Linked DNA regions of Sus scrofa: region 2 is linked to region 1. The links are chromatin contacts, called in public promoter capture Hi-C maps. All regions are on one chromosome and are shown on one strand. The core of a region is the stretch at or near the end of the contact, and the rest is flanking DNA. Distances in the headings are between cores, read along the strand shown. Region 1 holds the start of AACS (acetoacetyl-CoA synthetase). Region 2 holds the start of UBC (polyubiquitin-C).

Region 1 (7,850 bases), core at 3,463-5,962:
ATCCAGCCAACAGATGGATGCACAGCCTCAGGAGACCCAGAGCCAGAACCACCCAGCTCCGCCACTCCCAGGAGCCAGGCCCACAGAAACCAAGAGATTCTAAATGTTTATCATTGTTTTTTGTCACTAAGCCTTGGGGTGATTTGCAATGCATCAGTAGGTAACTAATGCCCTGTCACACCACATGATGTCAGCTAGAGCAGGTAACAGCTGCCCTACCTGGCCCTTCACCCACATGCGACAGGCAACATAATATGGCGATTAAGGGCACTGACTCAAAAAAAAAAAAAAAAAAAGAGTTCCCTTGTGACAAAACAGGCTCTGGTCACTGCAGAGCTGTGGTGCAGATTCGATCCTTGGCCAGGCAACTTCCACATGCTACAAGCATAGCCAAAAAAAGTAATAAGAGCGCTGACTCTAGCTCCACCACTCACAGCTGCATGATCTCAACCAAGACTTTGAGTTTCCTTTTTCTCAGCTCAGAAATGAGATAAAAGCTGTACCTACTTGGCCAGGTTACTGAGGATTAAGTTAGTTAAAAGTACCTGAATGGGGCCTGGCACGCAGGAAGTGCTCACTAAATACCGTTATTAATAGCCTTGTCACCTGCCCGGTCCCTGCAGTTGTCAAGTTTGTAAAGCCCTGCTTACCATGTCACCTGCTTCTTCCTCTCCACCTGTGAGAATTCTGACCAGCCTTCACCTTCAAGTCTCAGCTCAAGAGTCTGCCAGCCCTTCTCAGCAGCATCCTGAGAGGCCCAGGATGCAGTGCCGTGCTCAGAAGGCAGGTGGCACGCACCCCTACATCTGGCATCGGTGCTGCCACCTTTGCACGAGCTTTGTCCCCAGAGCAAGCTTTCTGTTTGCTGGCCAGCTCTGTCCTGGATGCTGGCGTGCAGAGGCAAGTTGGGGCTTGTGATTTAAAGACACTTGGCTAGAGTTTCTGCTGTGGCGCAATGGGATCAGCGGCATCTCTGCAGTGCCAGGATGCAGGTTCAATCTGCAGCGTAGGTCCCAACTTCGGCTCAGATCTGATGCAAGGTCCTGGAACTCCATATGCCAAGGGGCAGCCAAAAATAAACAAATAAAGACGCCTGGCCCAGTCCTCCAAAAGAGCACGTACAATAAAGCTGGTGGCGCTCCTCTCATGACAGTGGTCTGTGTGTCCCCCAGGGCCTTGTGAACGGGGCCTTGCGTCACATGCGCAGATGTTAGGCTGGGTTGCAGGCTGCCCCCAATGTCTTTCCCTAGAAGACCTGAGGACTAGGTGGGCATGCGGGGAGTCCCCAGGTGAGCTCTGCTTAGAAGCCGTTGACAATGGCACTTGTCCCGGAGGAGAGACTTTATAGCTCTGCCCCTGCTAAACTGCAAGGAGAGGAGGCGGCCAGGCTGAGGGATTCATCCGGTCCATTCACCCTCAAGGCCTGAGAGATCATGTGCTTTTCTCCCTGTATACCCCAGCAACAGCACCACTCACTATGCCAGCTACACACAAGCCACCGCTGGCGGTGCAGACACAAGTTCAAGGGTGCTGTCGTTTTTTTTTTCCTTTGGTGGTGCCCGCAGCATGCAGAAGTTCTTGGGCCAAACCCTTGCCACAACAGTGACCCCAGCCACTGGAGTGACCATGTCAGACCTTTAACCTGCTAGGCCGCCAGGGAACTCCAAGAGGTGCTGTCTTCAAGCAATGAGTGCTCACAAGTAAATGAAAAGGCAAAGCAGGCTGAAAGTCTAAATTACATGCACTTGGAGAGCAGAGGAAAAAATGGTCAGAGAGGATAACCAAAGGGTAGGTGGCACTTGAGTTTGTTCTTAAAGCAAAACCCCAAACCTCCAGAGCCAGGTCCACGGAAAAGAGAGAAGCAGGTTGAGTCAACCATCAGGAGTGGAAGAGAAGGAAAAGAAAAAACCTAGCTCCAGGAGCTCCCGTCACAGCACAGCAGAAACAAATGAGGTTTCGGATTCAATCCCTGGCCTCACTCAGTGGGTCATGGATCCGGCACTGTCGTGAGCTGTAATGTAGGCTGCAGATGTGGCTTGGATCCCGAGTTGCTGTGGCTGTGGTGGAGGCTTGCAGCTATAGCTCCGATTCAACCTCTAGCCTGGGAGCCTCCATATGCTGTGGGTGCAGCCCTGAAAAGCCAAAAAAAAAAAAAAAAAAAGAAAAGAAAAGAAAAAAGAAAAAACCTAGCTCCAAACCACCCCTAGACCAAGAGAGGATTCCCACTCAACTCAGCTGATGCTGTCACGTGAGGACACAGACCCAGCATCCCTGGGCTTTGAGTTTTCAAAAGAAACTTGAGATCTTGTTTTTCCTATGCAATCTTTCAATGTGTGAGCCACCCAAACTAAGTCAGCAGGTCCAATCTGGCCCACGGGCCACCAATCCCAGCCTTAAAGGACAGACAGGAGATAGACAGGCAGGCTGTGAGCTACGGTGCTGCCAGTATTTACTCCACAACCCCCACAGGTCAGGTGCAGGCCAGCACTGGGCCTGGTCATCTCCTGTCACCCTCACATCCACCCAATGACACGGGCCTCTCATTCTGCCCATTTAACAGATAAGAAACTGAGGCTCAGGGAGGTCCAGTGACTTCCTTCGGATTGCATGGCTAGTCAGATTACAAATAGGTCTCACCAACCTCACAGGACCACCCTTCTGTGAAATCAGTTTGTAAAACATCAGGGCTAGGCAATCCCCAGGAGAACAGCTGGCAGAGAAGAGAGAGATGGGGAGTTTCTGTTGTGGCTCAGTGGGTTAAGGACCTAACACTGTCTCTGTGAGGATGCAAGTTCAATCGCTAGCCTTGCTCGGGGGGTTAAGGATCTAGCATTGGCATGAGCTGTGGTGTAGGCTGCAGATGAGGCTTCAGTCTGGTGTTGCTACGGCTGTAGTGTAGGCCGGCAGCTGCAGCTCTGATTCGACCTGGGAACTATTTCATATGCCCGGGAACTTCCATATGCCACAAGTGCAGGCGTGAGAAAAAAGAAGAAAAAAACCCAGTGTGCTGAGCCGAGGATTGAAAAAAGAGAGAGACAGAATCAAGGCAAAGTAACACGGAATGAGGATGTAGTTCCACTCCTGGCTCTTCTTAGGAGTCAAGTCTGTCTCCCAGGTCAACAAACATTAACTTAGCAACTATGACCTGAAAGGCCCTGACAGTAATAAGCCAAGCGCTCTTCTAGGAGCAGGCAGGAGGGAGAGGGAAGCCAAGGGAAGGGGCTCCGTGGAAGCTATGACACCCATCGCACTGGCGTGCTTGGAAGCTGCCAGGTGGCAGGGTTTGCAAATACACAGCCAACAAGGAGACATTGTGAGCCTGGAGGGGGTAGGGCAGGGGACCCGGTGTTGATAAAGTCAGACCTGTGCTTCAAGGCTGCCCAAGCAAAACACACAGTGGTGTTGAGGGGGAGGGAAGAAAAGCAGGAAGCAGGAAAACGAACCTGTGTTCAGAGAAGAGGAAATGAAAGCCCCAGAGGAGGTGCTGGCATTGGGGGGGAAAGGGAGTGATGGAAGAAGCCAGAATCACTGGAGTCCCTGGTGCCAGCGGAGGGGGCGAGAAGGGGAGGAAAGGGTCCTAATAGGTGAAGACCCCAGAGGCCGGGGGTACCCAGGAGGTAGGTGGACAAGCCAGGTAGAGCTGGGAGAAAACTTCTCACCCAGGTCCACACCCAGCCCGGTGGCTCCTGACACCAGGGTGGGAGTTGGAAGGGAGGCCCTGGCCCAGGTTCCATTCAGGGTAGGTATATAAACATGTGAGGGGATTTCCACCTGGATCCCAAAGACAGAACCCTAGCTGACCATCCTTCTCCTAGGGGCCTGGAATCCAGGCTGGCCTTCTAGTGGGGTCAGCCTGGTGGGGTACGAGAGGGCAGCCCAAGGTACCAATGGCTGGCAGGTGACCCCCTCCCTCCACCAAGAGACCAGAAAATCTAAAGTCAGAAAGACCCTGTGTCAGGGAGAAGCCCCCCCAGGCTGGATGGCAAGACCCCAGGGAGCTCCCCACTTTACAGATGAACACTTAGCAAGGGACTTCTCGGTCTACAACGGTCCCAAGGCCCGAGGGGCGATCCTGCCAGGGAGATGGATGCTGCAATGAAGAGAAAAGGAAGTGAGAGCCCGCACAGACAAGGGGGCAAAGCCCCACAGTCAGAAGATGCGCTACACCCTGAAGAGGGGCCCCCATCTCCAATGGCTCCTCCAGGCCTCAGAGTAGGGAAACTGGAAATCAGGAGTCCAACTCCAACTACGAGGTGGGGTCCTGACATCAACGCTCAGGCATAGGAGGCGCCCCGGACCCCAGGAGGAAGGTCCTTCTGCCAAGGTGGTTCCTTGGACCCCTTGGGTGGAAGCCGATTTCTGGAAGCTCCCGGCCCCCAGAACACGCGCCCTGCACTCACCCAGGGCCAGGCCGCAGACGGCGCCCGCGGCCTCCCGAAAGCTGTCCATCTGCGTGTTCTTCTTGCTGTCAGGCTCCCACATCACCTGGCACTCCAGGATCTCCTCCTGCCCGGCCCGCGTGTCCTTGGACATGGCTGCGGCAGGGACGCCGCGGCTGCGCTGGGACGGGAGACCGGACCGGGGACGGCGGCTGACGCTGGGGTGCGAGACTACTGGCTGAGCTGCTCTGCTGACTGAAAGCAACTGCAGCGGGCGCGACCACCCGGTAGGACACCCGGGGAGCCCCGCCCCCTCCAGGCCCCCCCTCTGTAGGCCCCACCCCTCTCGAGGTGTAACCCTCCGCGGGAGTCGCGCCTCGCAAAGGAGTGCTGCCGCCGCAGGACTGAAATCTTCATACACCGGCCAGGTGTCTGCGCCCGCTCCGTGGGCACAGGCTCCCCAACATCGCCTGGAGCGTGGAGGGGTTAAAGCAGCGCTAAGTCTCTGATTGGAAACCACCATCCATCACCTTGATTCTGGACTGGCCTGGTAGAGCCTGTTATTCAGTAGCTGCTGGAAATAGAAGTCTATCAGCTTCTTACCCCAGAAGTTCTTCTCGCCCTTCCCTTGAGTCCCACTTCCTGACTCCTTTGTTAGAACTTGGGCAAAATCAGTTTTCCGCTACAACCTGTCTAAGCTCCAAGACTGCTTATTTAAGCCAGCGGCAGGTCTTTGTTCTACTTTCCAAAATATCTCCATGCATATGCAGACACTTAAAGAAGTCTATCTATGTAAACTTATATATGGGTATCTATAGATACGAATCCTGTATAGGTCAGATATATAGGATACATATATATTCACATACAGCATATACATATAAATGGGGATAAGTAAATGATGGAAGAGTCAGCCAATGGACTGTGCCAAGTTTGCTGAGTTAACCAGGCCAAAGAGCTGGTGGAGGATTTTTCTGGCTTTGCTGGTGTGGTTGCCTCGGTCCTCCCTGCCCACCCATGGGGCTGTGGAAATCGGGTGGATGGTACGTACCTAGGAGGAGATGGTACGTACCCCAAGTGATGTGTCAAAGTTCAACCTCTCCACTTCCTCTCCAGCCCCAAGGGGAGAGCAGAGGAGAAAATATGGCAACAAGTCAAGATCTTCAACAGGAATAGAGATAAATAAATGGTGGGGAGTCATCGGATGGAATCCATGGGCAACATGGATGGAACCCGTTCCTCCGCGGTGACCCAAGCCATTGCAGTTGGATTCTTTTTTACAGCCACAGCTGCTGCATATATAGGAGTTCCCAGGCTAGGAATGGAATCGGTGCTGCACCTGCCAGCCTACACCAAAGTCACAGCAACATCCCATCTTAGCCATTTCTGTGACCCATGCAGCAGCTCACAGCAACGCTGGATCCTTTAACCCATTGAGCAAGGCCGGGGATTGAACCTGCATCCTAATGGGTTCTTTCTCTTTTTTTTGCCTTTTCTAGGGCTGCTCCTGCGGCATATGGAGGTTCCCAGGCTAGGGGTCAAATCGGAGCTGTAGCCCCTGGCCTACACCAAAGCCACAGCAACAATGGATCCGAGCCGTGTCTGCAACCTACACCACAGCTCATGGCAACGCTGGATCGTTAACCCACTGAGCAAGGGCAGGGACCGAACCCCGCAACCTCATGGTTCCTAGTCGGATTCGTTAACCACTGAGCCACTCTCCCCAATCCTAGAGATTTAGACCAGCCATACAAGCCATCTAAAGCATGCTACGGTTTAATCTCTAAATTGTTTTGAGCAGGGAACGGAATGTGACCAGATGAGGTGACTCTCCACCCTCTGGTTTGATTTGGCTTCTTATGTATTTGCAAAGTTCATTTTTCAGACGCCAGGCTTCCAAAGAAAAGGATCATGAAAAATACAGTCTCTAGTGTATTCAGCAGGCACAAAAAGTGAAGGAGGGGTTAGATGGTGCAATAGGATACAGAGAAATCTTATTCTCTCCGACCTCCAGAAGGCTGCACTTGCTTGGAAATCTTCCCCCACCACTCCACTCTATTGTAGGTGGTTATAATTCAAAGAAGTGCCCAGATTCGGTAATCCTATAGCCCGGGGCAAAATATCAATGCAAATATTTAGGGAGAGGTTACTTGAGAGTTTTAGAGTTGTCAATATTGTCAATATTTTAAGACTATATTGAGCATTTCTTTTGGATATTCCAGGCAATTTACACCTTTCTTTTATTTTTCTTGGCGTTCTTTTATTTATTGTGTGTATTTGTACTGATTCTTTTGGGTTTGGGAGTCTTTTTTTAATTTTTTGGATGCCACGAGAGTGTTCGAATATGCTGGAGAAGTTCTCAGAAGAAGGGATAGCCCCCTAGGGACAAAGCTGCTCGGTTCTGTGGCTCTGCTCCTTTCTCCTCCAATTGGCACGACAAACGTCCCCGCGGCCCATCCGGACAACCTCTCAGGACACCAGCCCGCCCCGCCCATCCAGGAGCCCGCGCCCTCGCTGCCGGCGGAGGGATCCAGTCCACACTGACGAACCACACTCAGCTCGCACACTGATTGGCTGCCAGGGAGCTGGCCTCACATCGGCCCAGGCCTTTCATGGTGAAAGGCGGGCCTGAGATCCAACCAATTGAGAGGCGTCCCGGTGCCTCGAGGCCACGCCTCTCAGCCAATCGCAAAGGAAATCCGGAAAAAGGAGTGCGGGGCGGGATCACCCTTCGACTGTTAAGGGCGGGTGTAGTCACCTTGACAACCTGTCCCCTGCGGGTCTGTCCTGCTGTGACTCTTTGTCTCCCTCAATTCCGAAATATTCACCTTTGAGCTTACTGAGTTACAGGAGTTACAGCCTTGAGCTTGACTTCTGGGGAGCAAAAAGGAGGGATTTGCGTCTGAAGGGCTAGGACACGCTTATTCTTTCACGTTAATGTTCAGGTGTGTATTTTGGGCTCCTAGCATGTGTGAGATTCAATGCACTTGATGAATCAGACCGATAAGGAGATTTGATGCTCTCTTCGCCCCAATTGTCCCGAAAAGACTCATTACCCCTCTGGAAGACAAAATGCGCAGGGGAAGCTCTCAATTCCCCTCTTTAGAGCAGGACCAGGACCTGGCTGGCCTGTCTCAGGTTGTGCTGTCTTGGGGTGAGGTCTGAGGCTCTGAGGGATCTTGCAAAGGTGACAGTGGTCAGATTCTGGGACACCACTAAGCGATACAGACATTTCAAGGCAGCTGTTGTGTCTTGTCAGAGACTTCAGAACTTCAATGCATTGCAGCATATCCCAATTCCCCCAGGGCAGAACCGTAGAAAAATAACTTAGCTTTTCCTCGCAGGATTCAATCTTTCAATATTTATGGGAGACACTGTTTAGGGAAAGATCCTTGGTGTTTTCTTATATGCTACCAGTAATAACAAATTCCACAATAAATAAAACAAAATAAACACATAAATAAATATTAT
Region 2 (7,850 bases), core at 2,229-4,728, 85 kb after region 1:
CTTTTTCTTTGGGGAGGGGGGCACCCACAAGCGGAAGGTCCAGTCCACCTTGTAGTTGCGGCAACGCCGGATCCTTAAGCCGCTGCACCACACGGAAGCTTCCTGGATCTTCTTCTTTTTAATTTGCTTATTTTGTATGCTCTTATGGGAGGGGGAAAAAATAGTTTGCTGGGAGTTCCCTGGTGGCCTAGCCGGTTAAGGACCTGACGTCTGCTGAGCGGAGGATTTCATCCTTGGCTCCGGGCTGGAACTTCCGCATGCTGTGGGAGACGGGGGGGGGGGGGGTAGTCTGGAATCCTCAAAGTCACCGAAGGTTGGAATGGTTTTCAGACGTTTCTGGGTGGAGGTGCAATGGGGGCGAGGCCCTTATTTATTGGAAAGAAATTCTAAAAAAAAAAACAAAACAAAAAAAACAAAACCAAAAAAACACGGAGTTCCCGTCGTGGCGCAGTGGTTAACGAATCCGACTAGGAACCATGAGGTTGCGGGTTCGATCCCTGTCCTTGCTCAGTGGGTTAAGGATCCTGCGTTGCCGTGAGCTGTGGTGTAGGTTGCAGACGCGGCTCGGATCCCGCGTTGCTGTGGCTCTGGCGTAGGCCGGTGGCTACAGCTCCGATTGGATCCCTAGCCTGGGAACCTCCATATGCCGCGGGCGCGGCCCAAGAAATAGCAAAAAAGACAAAAAAAAAAAAAAAAAAAAAAAAGAAATTCTTTCCTCCATTTCTGCCTGTGAGGAGTTAACATTTAAGAATATGTCTCCCTTTGTTCCTTGGTTCCGGTATCGGCTAGAATTTCAGCTGCAAACCTGTGAAGGATGGGCTTAGTTGGGAAACATACAAAGATTGGTTTGGGTTTGCTTTTGCTAAACTTTAACATCCATTTAAGTATACAAAATTTTTAAGTTCAAAAAGCCAAAAGTCTTTATTGACTAGGCTTTAACAGAGAATTTCAGAAAACAAAGTAGACAGGGTGGGGGATGTAGCTCAGTGGTAGAGCGCATGCTTTGCATGTATGAGGTCCCGGGTTCGATCCCCGGCATCTCCACTTTCCTTTTCATGTGTTGTTCCTACAAAACACATAGAATGCGATTGTTAACAGATCTGATTCCTACGGTCACTCGTTGGAGTTTGGAGTTTTACAATAGGCATAATCTGCCCTTCTTGAAATCCCTAACTCTCCAAATGTGTTTTTCTTGGAGGAGGCAAAGGGAAGCAGTTAGCAGGAAAACGTGAAGGCAAAACCTGATAACTGAAACCAGGGCAAAAGTGAGAATAATTATTTAGGGAGTTTACCATACGCTTCCTGGCATTGTGACTGCAGTAAAAGGCCTGGAGGCCCGGTGACTCATTCCTGGCCGTCAGACGCCACTCAAATGTCAGGCGTCTGTACCTGCCCTCGCCCTTCATTTGTGCTGTCCGTAACCACCATTTTCAGAGGGAGCCACCCAAATGGAAACCAGTAGCCTTGGCAGGCAGGATTTTGCTTCCTGCTTCATCAGCAACAGGTCACAAATGATTGCACGAATGGCTGTGGTGCACATACTGTTTATATCTGTATTTATACACTGCACTTTATCATTAAAAATAAAAGCTCTTGGAGTTCCCCGGGAAGGCCCAGTGGAAATGAATCTGGCTAGATGAGGAGGCGGGTTTCACCCCTGGCCTCACTTAGTGGGTGGGGGATCCAGTGTTGCTGTGAGCTGTGGTGTAGGTCACAGATATGGCTTGGGTCCTGTGTGGCTATGGCTGTGGTGTAGGCCTGCTGTTGTAGCTCAGATAGGACCCCCAGCCTGGGAACTTCCATATGCTGAAGGTGTAGCCCTAAAAAGCAAATAAATAAATAAAAATAAAAAGCTCTTTAGGAGTTCCCTGGTGGCCCAGTAGGTAAAGGATCCTGTGTGGTGCAGGTACTTTTAAACTTCCATACACCACTGCCAAGAAAAAAAAGACCATCTCAGCTTAGAGCCAGAGGGATCTGACTCTACACAGCTTTTTTTTTTGGGGGGGGGACTGAAATTCATGAAACGATTCACCAGTGGGTACTAGAGCACTGGTGACAGCTCCTTTTTTGTAAGGAACTTCTGTAAAGGTTATTTCTCCCTAAATGTCAACAAGGTGTTAAAAGAACAAAATATTCTAAAGTTACCAGGCCTAACATGAATCATGTGCTTCTGTTTTACTTTGTGTCTTATAATTCAGTATTTCTGATAGCACAATGACAAAAAAAAAAAAAAAATACCATACAGAACAAATAACAAGGCTTGTCCTGGGAGACAGAACTTTCTAGAAAAGATGTCATGAATCTTTGGAAAACATGTTTTCAATAATTAGATTTTATTTCATAGTTAAAAAACAAACTAACAAAACTCATTATATGAGGTACCAAAAACTTGTCAAATTCATAGAGACAGAAAATAGAATGGTGGTTGCCCAGGGCTGGGGGTGGGGGTAGTTAGTGTTTAATGCGTACAAAATTTCAGTCTAGCAAGCCGAAGAGTGGACACAGATGGCAGTGATGGACACCCAAATACCCCAATTTGATATTGTTTTGAGGTGTAGTCACTTGAAAAGCAGCAAATGCAGAGTGAGGCTTTCACTCAACTCCCCTAATCTGCCCAGACAGATTTTGCAAAAGAAACTCAAGGGAGTTTTCACCAACCAGGGAAGATTGGCTCTTAAAACAGGAGAGACAAACTTTGACACCAAACTTTGTCATCAACTATCTTGTCTCCATCTATTCTTCTATTTTCTCAGTAAAAATTATTTACTCTCCCTTTAAGAGAATTTCCTATTAAGATGGTATTTAAGCCTAAATTCTAAAGCCTTTTTTTTAAGTGACACATTTTCCCCCAGAGGGTAGCTCCCATATATACACAAGGTGTGCATATTACTAAACTATTGTTTTTGTTTTCTTTTGTTTTGTTTCTCTTGCTAATCTGTCTTTCATTACAGGGGTCTCAGCTAAAAGAAGGATTCCCAAAAGGAAAATTATTTTTCCTCCCCTACAATATAATTAATGCCACTGAGCTGTACACTTAAAAATAGTTAAGATGATACATTTTTATGTGTATTTTGCCACAATTTAAAAACAGCAAATTAAAAAACAAAACAAAACCCCAGTGAGTTAAAAAATTTCTTAGTGTTTCTAAGTTAGGCAAATTTGGGTACTGGAACTGAATCTGACTTCCTGACTGGCGGGGGGATAAGATGGGTTATTTTTAAGCTGGAGCAGTTTGTGTTCTGCCACAGAATGCAAATACATAAATGTAAGCAGGAAAACGGACAGAGTAGAGTCCCTAGGGCTTCTTTTTATTTTTTCTCTCCTAAGCTGCAGATTCCCTTTTATGGTTATATAACTGATGATGACGCAAGTCAAACCTTTCCCGTCCAGCTCTCAGATTTCACCCTTTCTCTTGGAAAGAAAATGTTTGCTGGTCACTACGTAGACACTCTCATGACGCTGAGTTAAGTCCCATACAAGGTGGTGACCTTCAGGAGAGCTGAATCCTTTGGGGAAAGGAGGAAAGGCAGACAGGTAGGCTCCAGTCCAATCCCCAACAGCCCAACACCCAGGCCCTTTGTGAGCTCAGCCCATCACGTGCTCTTGCCTGCCCGCCAATCCTGCCGTGTTGCTGGGCCTCTGTCACTCTTCCATTGGTGCCAGCTCTGAAGCCATCCCTTCTGGGGCACCTGCAAAGGATGGATCAGTGGGTGGAAGGAACTGAAAATGGATCCAATGACTCATCCTGCTTCTGGCATATTCTAGCACATTGCATTCTAGGTCAAGGGATTTTAGGTTGTAGGAACGTGACTTGGTACACGATCCCCGAATCCAAGTGGGACATTTAGACTTTGGGAGCCCTTCTCAGCAAACAGAAAAGCAGCTCTAACAAAAACAACAAAAATCCTCCGTAGAGCAGAATTTGTCAACCCATTGCATTGCTGACTTTGGGGGCTGGGTAATTCTGTTTTTGTGGGGGACTGGCCACTGCAGGATGTTTAGTAACATCCCTGGCCTCTACCACTAGATTTTAGCGGCACACCTCAACCCCAACACCACAGCTGTGACAAGCAAAAATGTCTCCAGATACTGCCAAGTGTCCACCAAGGGACCAAGTCGCTCCTGGTTGAGAACCACTGCTCTAGAGAAACAGCATCTACCTCCCTGAGAGTTTACTTCCCCCTCCTCCCTTTCACTTCAGTGCCCTTGGACAAATGTTTATTTCTATTTGCTTCAACAAAACCCACTGTTGGACTTAGAGACCAAAATTCTCTAGTAGAGAATTTTCCTGCTAGAGACAACATCAGTGTTGTTAGCGCCTAAGAATATTGTTTTCTCTTTGGAGATAGCCCTGGGACCCAGTCCTCACCCTTGGAGCCTTTCTTCTTCCCCCTCTCCCCCTCTTTCTCCTTTTCACCTTCCCTTGCCTCTGAAATCAGGTCTGTTTTTCTCTGTAGTTTTTGGACTCTTGAAAAAAAAGCTATGTCACAAAGCTCGTGACTCAGCCTTTAAACAACATGAATCATAAGACCTGCAGTGAAAGAACAGCCAAAAGAAAACAGGGTGTGGTTTGAAGCCAGGCCTAGTCACCTGAGAAAGAACCTCAGCTTTTTGTTCCTCTGAAAACTTCTTTCTGGAATTCAAGAAGGAAACCTTATACAGAGCTTTGATGTTCTGTTCCTTTAAACCCTCTTTTCAGAAATTTAGAAATATCCCTCACAGAAATCTCTACTGGAAGTCACTGAGGTCTCCTGCTAAACTGAAAAATGACATTTTATTTTTATTATTCATTTACATTTCTTGGTAATGAATTCATTCTCTTTGAAAATGTTTAAAACGATAGGAGTTAAAGTCTGTTTTGAATACTGCTTAGACCTTTCCCATAAATACCTACAGACACAGGTTGCCAAAGAAAACATAGTTTTGTTTTTATTCTCATTTTAAGTACAGTATTTAAATAACATAATGTTTATAATTCCAACAGGAATGTAGTCTTTTCCTAATAGCAGGGTATTTTTTAGTCGGTTCTCTCTTTTTCTATATATTTATTGAAAGCTTCAAGGGTAAAAATTAAAAACACCCTCCCCACATTTATAGAAATAGAGAATATTTCTAGAAGAGTCTAGAAAGAACAGTGGCTAGGGAATTGAGTGCATGAGGGAGGTTTTTCATTATAAACTATAGAAAACCTGTTTTAAGTTTTCATCACGTTCATATATTTTAAAACATTTTTAAAATATGCCTTTGGAAAAAAATTTAAGTATGCTTTTTGAAAAAAGGAAAAAATATGCTGGAGAAATGACACAGAGATCACAAAATAAAATATCAAAATGAAAAAGATCTGACTGGTGATCTTTTTCTTTTATCCAAATGGAATTTGTCTATAGATTTAAATTTCATACTTGGGGTCTTTTTTCCACCAGGACTATACAGAACTTACAATTAGTGTCCTTTTAAAAATCTCAGGCTCAGCGATAAGAAAGGAAATGTATATATATGCATGACTATCATTTTGCTGTAAAGCAGAAATTGACATTATAAATCAACTACAATAAAAAACTTCATTAAAAAATAAAATTAAAAAAAAGAAAAAAAGAAAACGTGGGTTTAAATAGATTTGATTTCTGATTTCTGAGTTCAAATGGCAGCAGAAGTGAAATTCTGATGCCTTCTTGCTCATAATCGGGAACAAAACAGGAAGGCCGAAGAGCAATCCGCAAAGTTCTGTCAGCTTTCAGGTCCAGCGCAAGGAGTGTTTCACAGCTGTGTGGAATTTTTGCTTTTACTTTTCAAAATTCAATGTGAACTTGTCACAGGCATTTCTCCTTTGGACACTTATTTTTCACTCCTGCGTTGTGAGAAAATTCCTGCAGGTCCTGACGACCCTCCTGAGGCGGGCTTGAGGCCCGGCCCCGAGATTTGTCGAGTCATTCCTCTTGTCCCGGTGCCCGCCCGCAGGGGGATGGGTTCGGCCGCCACAGTTGGGGTGACTAGACCCCCCGGGAAGTCCTCGCGACCCACTGGGGGTGAGGGGAAGTTTATGGAAACAGAAACACTATCGTTACCTATGGGAGACCCAGAATAAAGACCCCACGGTTTCGCTGGCGGGGAAGAGGGGTTGGGGGGAGGGGCACGGCGGAACTCGGGCCAGGGGAGCGGGACCCCGATTCATCGTGAGGCGCTCGGCGGGACCCCTGTTAGCCGAGGGCGGGTCTCAGGAAAGGCGAGCCTTCCTGGTTGAGGGGAGGGGGCGCCGGGGACCGGCAGCGGGGACAGCCCCCTCCGGACGCTCAGAGGACTCCGTGTCGGGTTTTCGCACCTTCCGCGGCACCTCCCCCACACCCCCCCCAACCAGCCGAGTACCGGCCCTGTCCGCGGACGCAGTGTTCAGCGAACACGCTGATCCCTCCGCTCGGCCGCTCAGGACTAAGGCCTCGTCCCCCCCCCCCAAAATCAGCCCCAGTGTTCGAGTCTTCACAGGAAAGCATTCTAGGAGTGAAATTAGAAGATTCTGGGGGGACTGCTTCTCTCTTCAGAGGGCAGGAAGGGCCGCGAAAAGTAGTCCCTTCTCGGCGTTTCTGCGGAGGAATCTACTGGGGCGGTGCTACCGATGGCTATATAAGGAAGCACCGGGTGTGGCGCAGGCAGTTTCGTGGAGGCCGGGAGTTTGCCTGCGTTTCTTCTGTGACCGCTGTTGCCACTGCCACCTGGTGAGGCGGACGTCCGGGGGTCTTGCGGCTGCGGGGGTGGGTGCGGGAGGTCTGCTTGCCCGCCGCGGCGGAAGGGCAGCCGAGCTGCTTAGTCACCCGGGGCCCTCGTGCGGAATAGCCTTAAGACGAACGGCCACCTAGAGCAAAATGGCGGCCGTTCCCAATCTCTCTGTGGGAGAAGCCGGCCTCTGAAGCGGGCTCTGAGGTGGGAGAGAGAAATTGGGGGCGGGCGAGGAGCACTGGGTGAAACGGAAACGAGAGGCGCGGAGGCTTCCATTGATGGCGGGGCCCGGCCGTTTGTGGAACGGGGTTGTGCAGTGTTTCGGGGATCGAATGCTAGGTCATTGCTTTCCGGCTCGACTGGCTGGCTGGCGCGCGGCGAGAACTTCGGTTTTCCGTCCCTGTGAAGGGACACTAACTGCTGGTGCCGCTGAGTTGGCCTGAACGCTTCTGGGGCAGGGGACTTGCGATCCACGACCGTGACGAGGCCTCACCCCTTTTTGTGGGCTCATAGCCTAGGGTGGGGCCACCTGCCGCTATGTGTGTAGGAAGATGTTTAGTAGTTTGGGGACACAGGGTTTGGGCCTGGGGTAAACGCTGCCGTGTTGACAGAGGACAGACATCCATTGAGGGGGAGGATAAGTAGGTCCGCGAATTTACCTGGGTCAGGTTTCCATGTTTTGCTTTCTTAAACGCCTGAGACGTTGGATTTGAGGTTAATTGTCAAGCCTGTGAGGTTTTTAGGCACGTCAGTTATTTGGCTACTACAAAGTGATAATGAATTATTTAGCACTGGGTATATATTGGCCTGTGAATTTCTTGCTGAACTTTGGGCTTTTTTTTTTCCTGTTGTTTTTGTGTTGTAACAGACAATGCAGATCTTTGTAAAGACCTTGACTGGTAAGACCATCACCCTGGAAGTGGAGCCCAGTGACACCATTGAGAATGTCAAGGGGAAGATTCAAGAAAAAGAGGGCATCCCCCCAGACCAGCAGAGGCTGATCTTTGCCGGGAAGCAGCTGGAAGATGGGCGCACCCTGTCTGACTACAACATCCAGAAGGAGTCCACCCTGCACCTGGTCCTCCGCCTCAGAGGTGGGATGCAGATCTTCGTGAAGACCTTGACTGGTAAGACCATCA

Evidence for each region. Promoter capture Hi-C pulls out the DNA fragments that hold promoters and counts their contacts.
Region 2: a contact with region 1 is called in a promoter capture Hi-C map of liver, with 3 times the contacts expected there. The contact joins the promoter of UBC here to the promoter of AACS in region 1. A contact is called at or near these places in 1 of 5 promoter capture datasets (liver), 8 of 47 Hi-C or Micro-C datasets (heart right ventricle, liver, mesenteric adipose tissue and 2 more) and 1 of 2 datasets of contacts at active chromatin or transcription factors (skeletal muscle).

What each region holds. Positions count from the first base shown.
Region 1 is chr14:28,164,549-28,172,398 of Sscrofa11.1, forward strand. AACS (acetoacetyl-CoA synthetase) reads right to left here and starts at 4,713. Exons shown (of 18, transcript XM_021072487.1): 1 at 4,401-4,713. The coding sequence starts at 4,533.
Region 2 is chr14:28,250,379-28,258,228 of Sscrofa11.1, forward strand. UBC (polyubiquitin-C) reads left to right here and starts at 3,479. Exons shown (of 3, transcript XM_021074017.1): 1 at 3,479-3,534; 2 at 6,458-6,710; 3 at 7,580-7,850. The coding sequence starts at 7,583. TRNAA-UGC (a tRNA gene) reads left to right here and starts at 973; the gene lies at 973-1,044.